Linked DNA regions of Sus scrofa: region 2 is linked to region 1. Evidence: chromatin contacts called from public HiChIP or PLAC-seq data. All regions are on one chromosome and are shown on one strand. Each heading gives the region's core, a stretch centred on a gene start, on an enhancer-like site or on the middle of the called end of the contact. The rest is flanking DNA. Distances are from core to core; before and after follow the strand shown.

The links. HiChIP or PLAC-seq counts read pairs in DNA pulled down with a chosen protein or histone mark.
Region 2: an H3K27ac HiChIP or PLAC-seq map of alveolar macrophages shows a contact between it and region 1. The contact joins two enhancer-like sites. A contact is called at or near these places in 1 of 47 Hi-C or Micro-C datasets (embryonic fibroblasts) and 1 of 2 datasets of contacts at active chromatin or transcription factors (alveolar macrophages).

The regions. Positions count from the first base shown.
Region 1 is chr3:114,999,829-115,003,488 of Sscrofa11.1, reverse strand. No RefSeq gene overlaps it. Among named protein-coding and RNA genes, the nearest start is that of KLHL29, 64 kb to the right of the region's middle. Within about 2 kb of position 1,763, at least 1 of the 83 cell types and tissues checked has an H3K27ac peak or open chromatin away from gene starts, as enhancers often do. A contact at or near this core is called in alveolar macrophages, where this site is marked.
Region 2 is chr3:115,162,402-115,166,061 of Sscrofa11.1, reverse strand. No RefSeq gene overlaps it. Among named protein-coding and RNA genes, the nearest start is that of KLHL29, 230 kb to the right of the region's middle. Within about 2 kb of position 1,736, at least 25 of the 83 cell types and tissues checked have an H3K27ac peak or open chromatin away from gene starts, as enhancers often do. A contact at or near this core is called in alveolar macrophages, where this site is marked.

The DNA.
Region 1 (3,660 bases), core at 514-3,013:
GGCCTGTCTCCTCCCTTGACTAAAGAGGCAGGAGGTGAAGCTGAGAGCTGGGGCAGCACCCTGTTCCCCCACCCCAACCTCACCCCCACCCCCACCCCCCCATGCTGCTGAGAAGCAGAAACAAATGTGACTCCCGTATTGGGATGGAAGGGAAGCACCACTGCCCTGCAGTTGCTGCCGCATGAAATTTAAATTATTCTCAGCAAACCTGCTTGACAGATGAAACAGAAAAGGGACGGCTTCATAAAATGCAATTTTGTTCTTGAAAGAATGGACTTTGCAGAATCCTCGCTGATGTCTGTGAAATGTACTGGGGGCTTTTTCTCCTTGTGGTCAGGAGCACTCATGCTGAAACATTCCCATCGTTCCTCGGAGCTAAGCCCTTGAAAATGAATCTGGACTGGGAAGAGAGAAACTTAGCCTGTGTCACAGGCCCAGGGAAAACTGAAAGGGGCCTGTGGGAATCTGTGGGCTCCATCCTCAGAGCCCCAAACACCCAGATTTGTGACATTTCTGAGTACTAGGGACATCTGTCATCATAGCAACAACCCTAGAAGCGTCTTCCTCATGCACCCTAAATTCCTCGGGGACATGCTTCTGCTGGGAAAGATGATCTGGGGTTCCTATGGGGAATCACACATATGACCGCATGGCCCCACGTGGCCCCCCTTTTCCTGCAGTTCTAGGGGTCCATGAATGGATAAAAGCAGCTTTTGCCCAGTTACAGAGTGAGAAGCAGACCTCTCTTTCCTCTTGGACTCACGTTGCAAGCCAGAGGCTACTGAGTGGGCTCACGTGGGAGTATCACTCAAGCTCCTTTTGTGGTGCATTCCCAGGCTGTGCGTGATTTGCTCTGGAAGGTTGTTTCCTACTCCATGGACAAGAATTGGAGAGCTCCTCTGCAATACATTATCAGGCCCTGATAATGCATCGTGAGACGACTTGTGCATGTTTGTACCGAGCTAATGGGTTTTGCTGGCACTTTAAGTGTCAGCCACAGTCTGGGTTGTATCTTCATTGACTTGAAACCCATCCATTGGTCACAAAGGGGGTACAAAGTTGAAATGTGTCATGATTTCCCAAGCACTCATTCCAAAGCCCACAATTTGGGGAGGGCAGACCTGGGTGACTTGATTTCTTATATTTCTGACTAAAGGGGCAAAAAGAAGGAGGAAGGTCTTATACGTTTCCATGTTTGTAAGGGATGAGCCATAGTCTGGATAAAAAGCAGCTGTGGTTTCCAAAGAAAGGTTGTCGGAAGATGTGGTTGACTGGAGCCATTTGTGTGTATAAGCTAGCTTTTGCTGCATAACAACCATCCCCAAACTTAGTGTCTTAAAACCATCCCAGTCCTGTGGGTAGGTTATCAGTTCTGGCTGGGCTGGGCTGGGCTAGTTCAGCTGATCCTTGCTAGCCTCTCTCATTTGTCTGTTCTCAGTGGTAAGATGGCTAGTGGCTGGTGGCCTCATTCATACATCTGTGCTCAGAGAACTCTCAGCCCAGGCGTCTCAGTTCTGTGTGCATCCTGGCATCCTCTCTCCAGCTATCACAGGCGTGTTCACATGATAGTCTCGGGCTTCCAGGAGCAGTAAGAGGGTAAGGCTTAGTCACAATTGCTTTCCTAACCATTTAACCAATAGGCTAAAATCCTATTGGCCAAGGCAGTCACATGGCCAAGGAGTGACAAAAAGAAACCCTGCCCCTTACAAGGAGGTGCTGCAACACCACACTGCAAAGGGGCAGGCATGTAAGGATGGGAAGTGTTTGTGGTCATTTTTGCAATATACCCCCAGTGTTGCCAACACACATAAACACAGTCATTCACCCTCTAGCTTCCCGCTGAGGCTCGCATGCCTCAAACAGAAAGGATAGGACCAATCTGTTCCACTCTTCTGCATGGCCTAGTGTAAGGAATCAACATGGCACAGTGGTAACGTATACACATCTGGGTATGTATACACACATGCCATCCACACCAAGAGCTGCCTAGGGAGGTCTGAAAGGGGACACCTGGTGAGGATCGTGTTGCCAGGGAGAAGGCAGGAACCTCGCAGGATGCAGTCGCCTTGAGAATGCACTGGCCAGGACTTGGACCTCAGCCCTGAAGGCTCCAATGCTTGATCCCATCACTGCCCCCAGGGCTAGTGGGACTGGAGCATTGCTGTTCCCAGGACATTCACAAGGACAGATGCTAACCTGTGGATTCAGAATCAAAAATCCACCCCGAGAAGACCACCTTCCTGGACTTTGCCCAGCGACTCTCTCCCTGTGAGAATCCACGTAGGAAAACAAAGTTTAACCAGAAGACTTTCTGCTGAGCCTAAAATCAGGAAAGGGAGCCAGTTATATGATGCAAATATTCAGTAGCTGCAGATCGGACTCGCCCTGGCTCTCTCTCCCTCCTAGGATAAATCCCATGCTGTTCCCCAAAAAAGCTCTTGGAAAGACCTCTTCTTAAATTAAATTAGGTTTTCTGCAAACAGCGTCATTCAAGATGAACATAAATCTACTTCTTATTCAGTTTTAATGGTTTTCCCTGTTTCATTTAATTACTCATGTTGCAATTAAACATTTTTTTTTCATGGCAGAAGGACAGTTTTTTAGCTACATTATGGGTTAAATAGGCTTTGCAGAACTAGCCTGGGAATCTCATCACCATTTATAACATTGTTTTTTATAGGGAAAGTATGTTCCAAAATCTAAACAGCCAAATTACAAATGAACTTTCAGAACCCAATCCATTTGTTAACTGGAAACTGTCTGTAATGCTAAAAATAATTCAGGGAAATAAACATAAAGAGGCGAGTTCAATACCCCTGGGTATCATTTGTTCCCCCATCAGCATTTGCAGAGTTAGTGAGAATTTCCTCCAGACCCAGACTGACCCTATCCCTGTTTTACTGACTGTCGTGACACAAATGGTCCCATTGGCTAAAGTCCTCCCAGAGCATCATGCCACAGAGAGGAGTCGTTGTGCAGAGCTACGCCGATGCAGCATAGCGGATTATCAGTCTGTTTCGGCACCACACACACTGCGCTAAAATGAAGGCTTAGAACTCTGCGGGGCTCTGCTGCAGTGTCCACCAGTCGGGGCGAATTCATTTGCACGGGGAATCTGCATCTCTAGAACCCGTAGACAGAAAACCTTATTTTGCTCCGGTTTAAAAAAAAAAAAAAAGAAGAAGAAGAATTAAAAAAGGAGTTCCCGTCGTGGTGCAGTGGAAGCGAATCCGACTAGGAACCATGAGGTTGCGGGTTCAATCCCTGACCTTGCTCAGGGGTTAAAGGATCCGGTGTTGCCCTGAGCTGTGGTGTAGGTTGCAGACATGGCTCGGATCTGGCATTGCTGTGGCTCTGGCGTAGGCCATCGGCTACAGCTCCGATTTGACCCCTAGCCTGGGAACCTCCATATGCCGTGGGTACAGCCCTAAAAAGACAGAAAGGCAAAAAAAAATAAATAACTAAATGCCAAAAATAAATTCTTTTTAAAACTGTCCATGCCATTGCACAGACAGCTCTCAAGCCGCAGTCTCCTTCCATCTCCCGGGCCTCACCTGGCACACTGGCTTCACATCAGTGGCCGCAGGGGCCTTGGTGAATACCCTCTACCTACTCTTCATTTATTTCGCACTCGCTGCCAGGGACAGGGATTCTGCTATG
Region 2 (3,660 bases), core at 487-2,986, 160 kb before region 1:
AAAGGAAGGGCCTTTTGACACAAGCTTCCTACATGGATGAACCTTGACGACATTATGCTAAGTGAAATAAGTGAGTACTAAAAACAAATATTGCAGGATTCTGCATATGAGAAGAACCTAGAATAGTCAAATTTATCGACAGAAAGTAGGATGGTAGATGCCAGGAGCTGAGGGAGAGGGGAATGGGGAGATGTTGTTCAGTGGGTACAGTTTTAGTTTGGGAAGACGGATCAGTTCTGGAAATGGATGGTGGTGCCGTTTGCTCAGCAGTGTGAATGTACTTAATGCTGCTGCACTGCACACCTAAGTGGTTAAAATGGTAAATTTTGTTGTTTGTGTTTACCACCACCACGATAACAAAGACTTCTAAACATATTCCAAGTGGGTTCTCCTAAGAAATTCTGTCAAGAATTTGCTCAGGGGAAAGGGGCATTTGCTTTTAACAGTTCAGCAATCTCAGCACTTGCCGTATACCCTACCCTGTGCTGGGCCTTGTGTTTATTTACTTATCCGAGGTATAATCGTTGAGGCGATACGATAAAATCCACGATCTTAAGCATTTGGTTCACTGAGTTTCGATAACTGTGTACACCTGTGTAGCCACCATCCAAAACGAGATCTGAAACATTTTCGTCCCCCGGGGAGGATCCCGTGCGGCCCCTCCAAGCATGTCAGTCACTGTGGAAGAGCTTTGCCTGCTGTTGACTGTCATATGAACAGAAGCATTCAGTGCGGGCCCTGTGGCCGCTGGTTTCGCTCAGCAGACTCCATGTGCCATTTCTCCACCTTGACACGTGTCCCAGTAGTTCCTTCCTTACTGCTAAGTAGGATTCCGTGGCCTGTACCACCGTGGGTGTGCCCACGCTCCTGTGGATGGACACGGAGTGGTACAGGGTTTGGGGACAGGGGGCAGTGAGTGAGGGTGTTAGCTGGCCGCCTGGAGTGTCCCCACCGGTTGGGGTTGTCAAGCAGGCTCTCCATGCTGGGATTTTCCTACTAGACTGGCAGCTTCCCCAGAGTTGAACAGTCTCCAGATCATGGCATTTGGGTGATTTACACCAAAAGTATGGCAGCCACTGGGCCAGACACTCGCGTTGGTACTGAATCGATGGCTTCCCCAAAGGTGCGTCACAAGAGAAGCTGCATCTCTCTCGGGAGGCTGCCTGGTGACTCTGCATTGGGGACAGGAGGTTGGTGGACGGTCTCAAAGGTCAGTGTCCTTGCACCGTGACTGCCCCTCCCCAGCTCAGGCGGCCACCTGCAGAGCTGACCAGATGCCAGGGTGTAGGGACAGGGGTAGCCGGTCCCCAGCTCGGCCCCTTCCTCTCTGGTTGGCAGCCTCAGGGCCGACTGACATGTTCTTTCTGTAGCCGGGTGAACCCCCATCTGAGACTGCAGCCCGAGAGTGACACTGGCTTTCCTGTGACCTTGCCCTCTCTGTTAAGACCCATCCTCTGCGGAGTCCGCCGTCTGACTCTGAGGTCAGGGCCCCACATTTCTGAGCAGCATCGCCTCTCCTGAAGTCACTAGCCTTGTGCTCATGAGCCATGGCCTTCCCTGCCAGGTGGGTCTGGGCTCAGCATCCTAGCTGGGCCACCCGGAAATGGCGAAATCTTAGGCAAGTTACTTCATCTCTTGGAACACAGCCACCTCATATAAGACACTAATAATAGCTCTGCTGCCCTACGTCCTGCCTGTAACGGGCCTGCAAGGGGATGAGGGTGGGGGTAATTCCTGCCTTCCAGGAATGCAGACAAAGTTCATCTGTGTGAAAGCTGAATTCGCTTGTCTCCCCTGTGTCCGCATTCCTGGGCGGTGCCTCATCGTGTGACGTAGATGACACAGGAGGAGAGAGCGTGGGTGACACTGGAACTGCGGCCTTCAGTAGAGAGCTGTGGGGACACGGGGCGGGGGTGGGGGGCGGCGCTGGTCAGGGCAGCCGTGGGCACTGGGAAGCCCCTGGGAGCAGGGCTTTCGGAGGCTCTCCCACGGCAGGGGGATTGATGGTGGTCACCCTCCTTTCATTCAGATGCCTCCCCCTGTCCACCCCGACCCCCGTCCCAAGTTCCCCAGCTCACAAGCTCAATGCAGCTAATAGACCCACTCTCCCCTGTGAGGGGTAAGCTCGGAAGGCCAGCGTGGGCTTGCACTGTGACTTCTAAAGGATGCATTACTCCGAATTCACCTCTGAGGGATGTTGCTGTCACAGCTGGGGGGTGCTCGAGCCCCTTTGTGGTCGGCTCCCTGGCCAGAGGCCCCCAGTCTGATTCTCACAGGACAGAGGAATGGAGTTTGGAACCCATCTCAGCAAGTCGGGGCCTGATGAGTCTCGCCCACCCACCCGTGGGCCGGGGGAACAACGTCCCTGACGTGGCTGGAGGCCAGGAGGGTGTATTGGTGATAGACGAACTGTCAGCTGGCTCCAAGGAGCCACTCTCTGCCCAGGCTGAAGTCACCTCTGCCCACCCCCTGCCCCCAGCCCCCATTTTGTATCTAGTAGAAGGTTTGCCCAGCTCTCTGCCAAGTTCAGATTCAGTCTGTCCTTCACAGCTTCCTCTGGGAGGAGCCCGTGACCCAGGTTCTTAGGGGTCCCCAGCCGACTGTGTGTTCCTAAGGGATCCATCACCTCACTTTTTGTTTATATTCCTTTGCCGATTTTCCTCTAAAAGCCTAGGCCACTGCTGGGCACAAGTCACAGTTTGATAGAGCAAGGCCCAGAGAAGGGAAACGCCGTCTACCATGGGCAGTGAGAGGCAGAGCTAGGACTGGATCCCCAAGCCCTGGAGCCTGGAAACGGTATCACGAGCGTGCAAGGAGGGTGCGAGCAGCAGGTCGGGTGACGAGCCTCTCCTGTGAATCCTGTGCTGTTTCAATCTGTGCCGGGTGAAAAAGTGCAGACCCTGGGGAATTTCTGCTCTCGTGTTGGTTATCGTCACATGGAAGCAGGGGTGGTTTCCTAAGATGTGTGCAGGATGTGCAATGATGGTGCATTCAGATCGGAGCCACACAAATGACCTTTGCTCCGTGTTGCCTGCACATCACACTCACGTGTTCCCAGGACACTCACCCGTGTGCTCCTCTAAAGGCCTTGGCTTGGGGTCCCTGGTGAAAGCCCCGCCTGTATTGGCTCTCAGGGGTTGCCCGCGCACCCCTCTCACACATCCTCTTTCAACCCCCCCACCTGTGTCTCCCCTTTGCCCAGCTGTGAACCACACAGCCTGGTTGGTCTCGGGGAAGATCTGTCCTCGGAGAATGTGGTTGGTGCTGGGGTGGGGTCGGCAAAAGGTGGCATGAAAAGTATTCCTTGCCTTTTTTTCTGATCAAGAGACCACAAGGGAAAATACAAAACACTTCTTTGGGGATTGAGAACAAAATTTATAAAGTGACTTTATCATGAGTTTGTTTATTTGGGAGAATCATTTTTAAAAAGGAAACTTGATTTATAAAAAATATATATACATATTATATATACATGTACATAGTGTGTATATATATATACACATACATACACGCACACATATGTATACACTATGACGTCAAGTATGTGAAAACAAAAAAGATCATGGAACGAAAGAGGGAAAATATATCATAATGTCAACAGCAGTCATCCTTCTACCCTTAAAATTCTACCTAAAAATTCTCTATTTAGGAAATAGATTT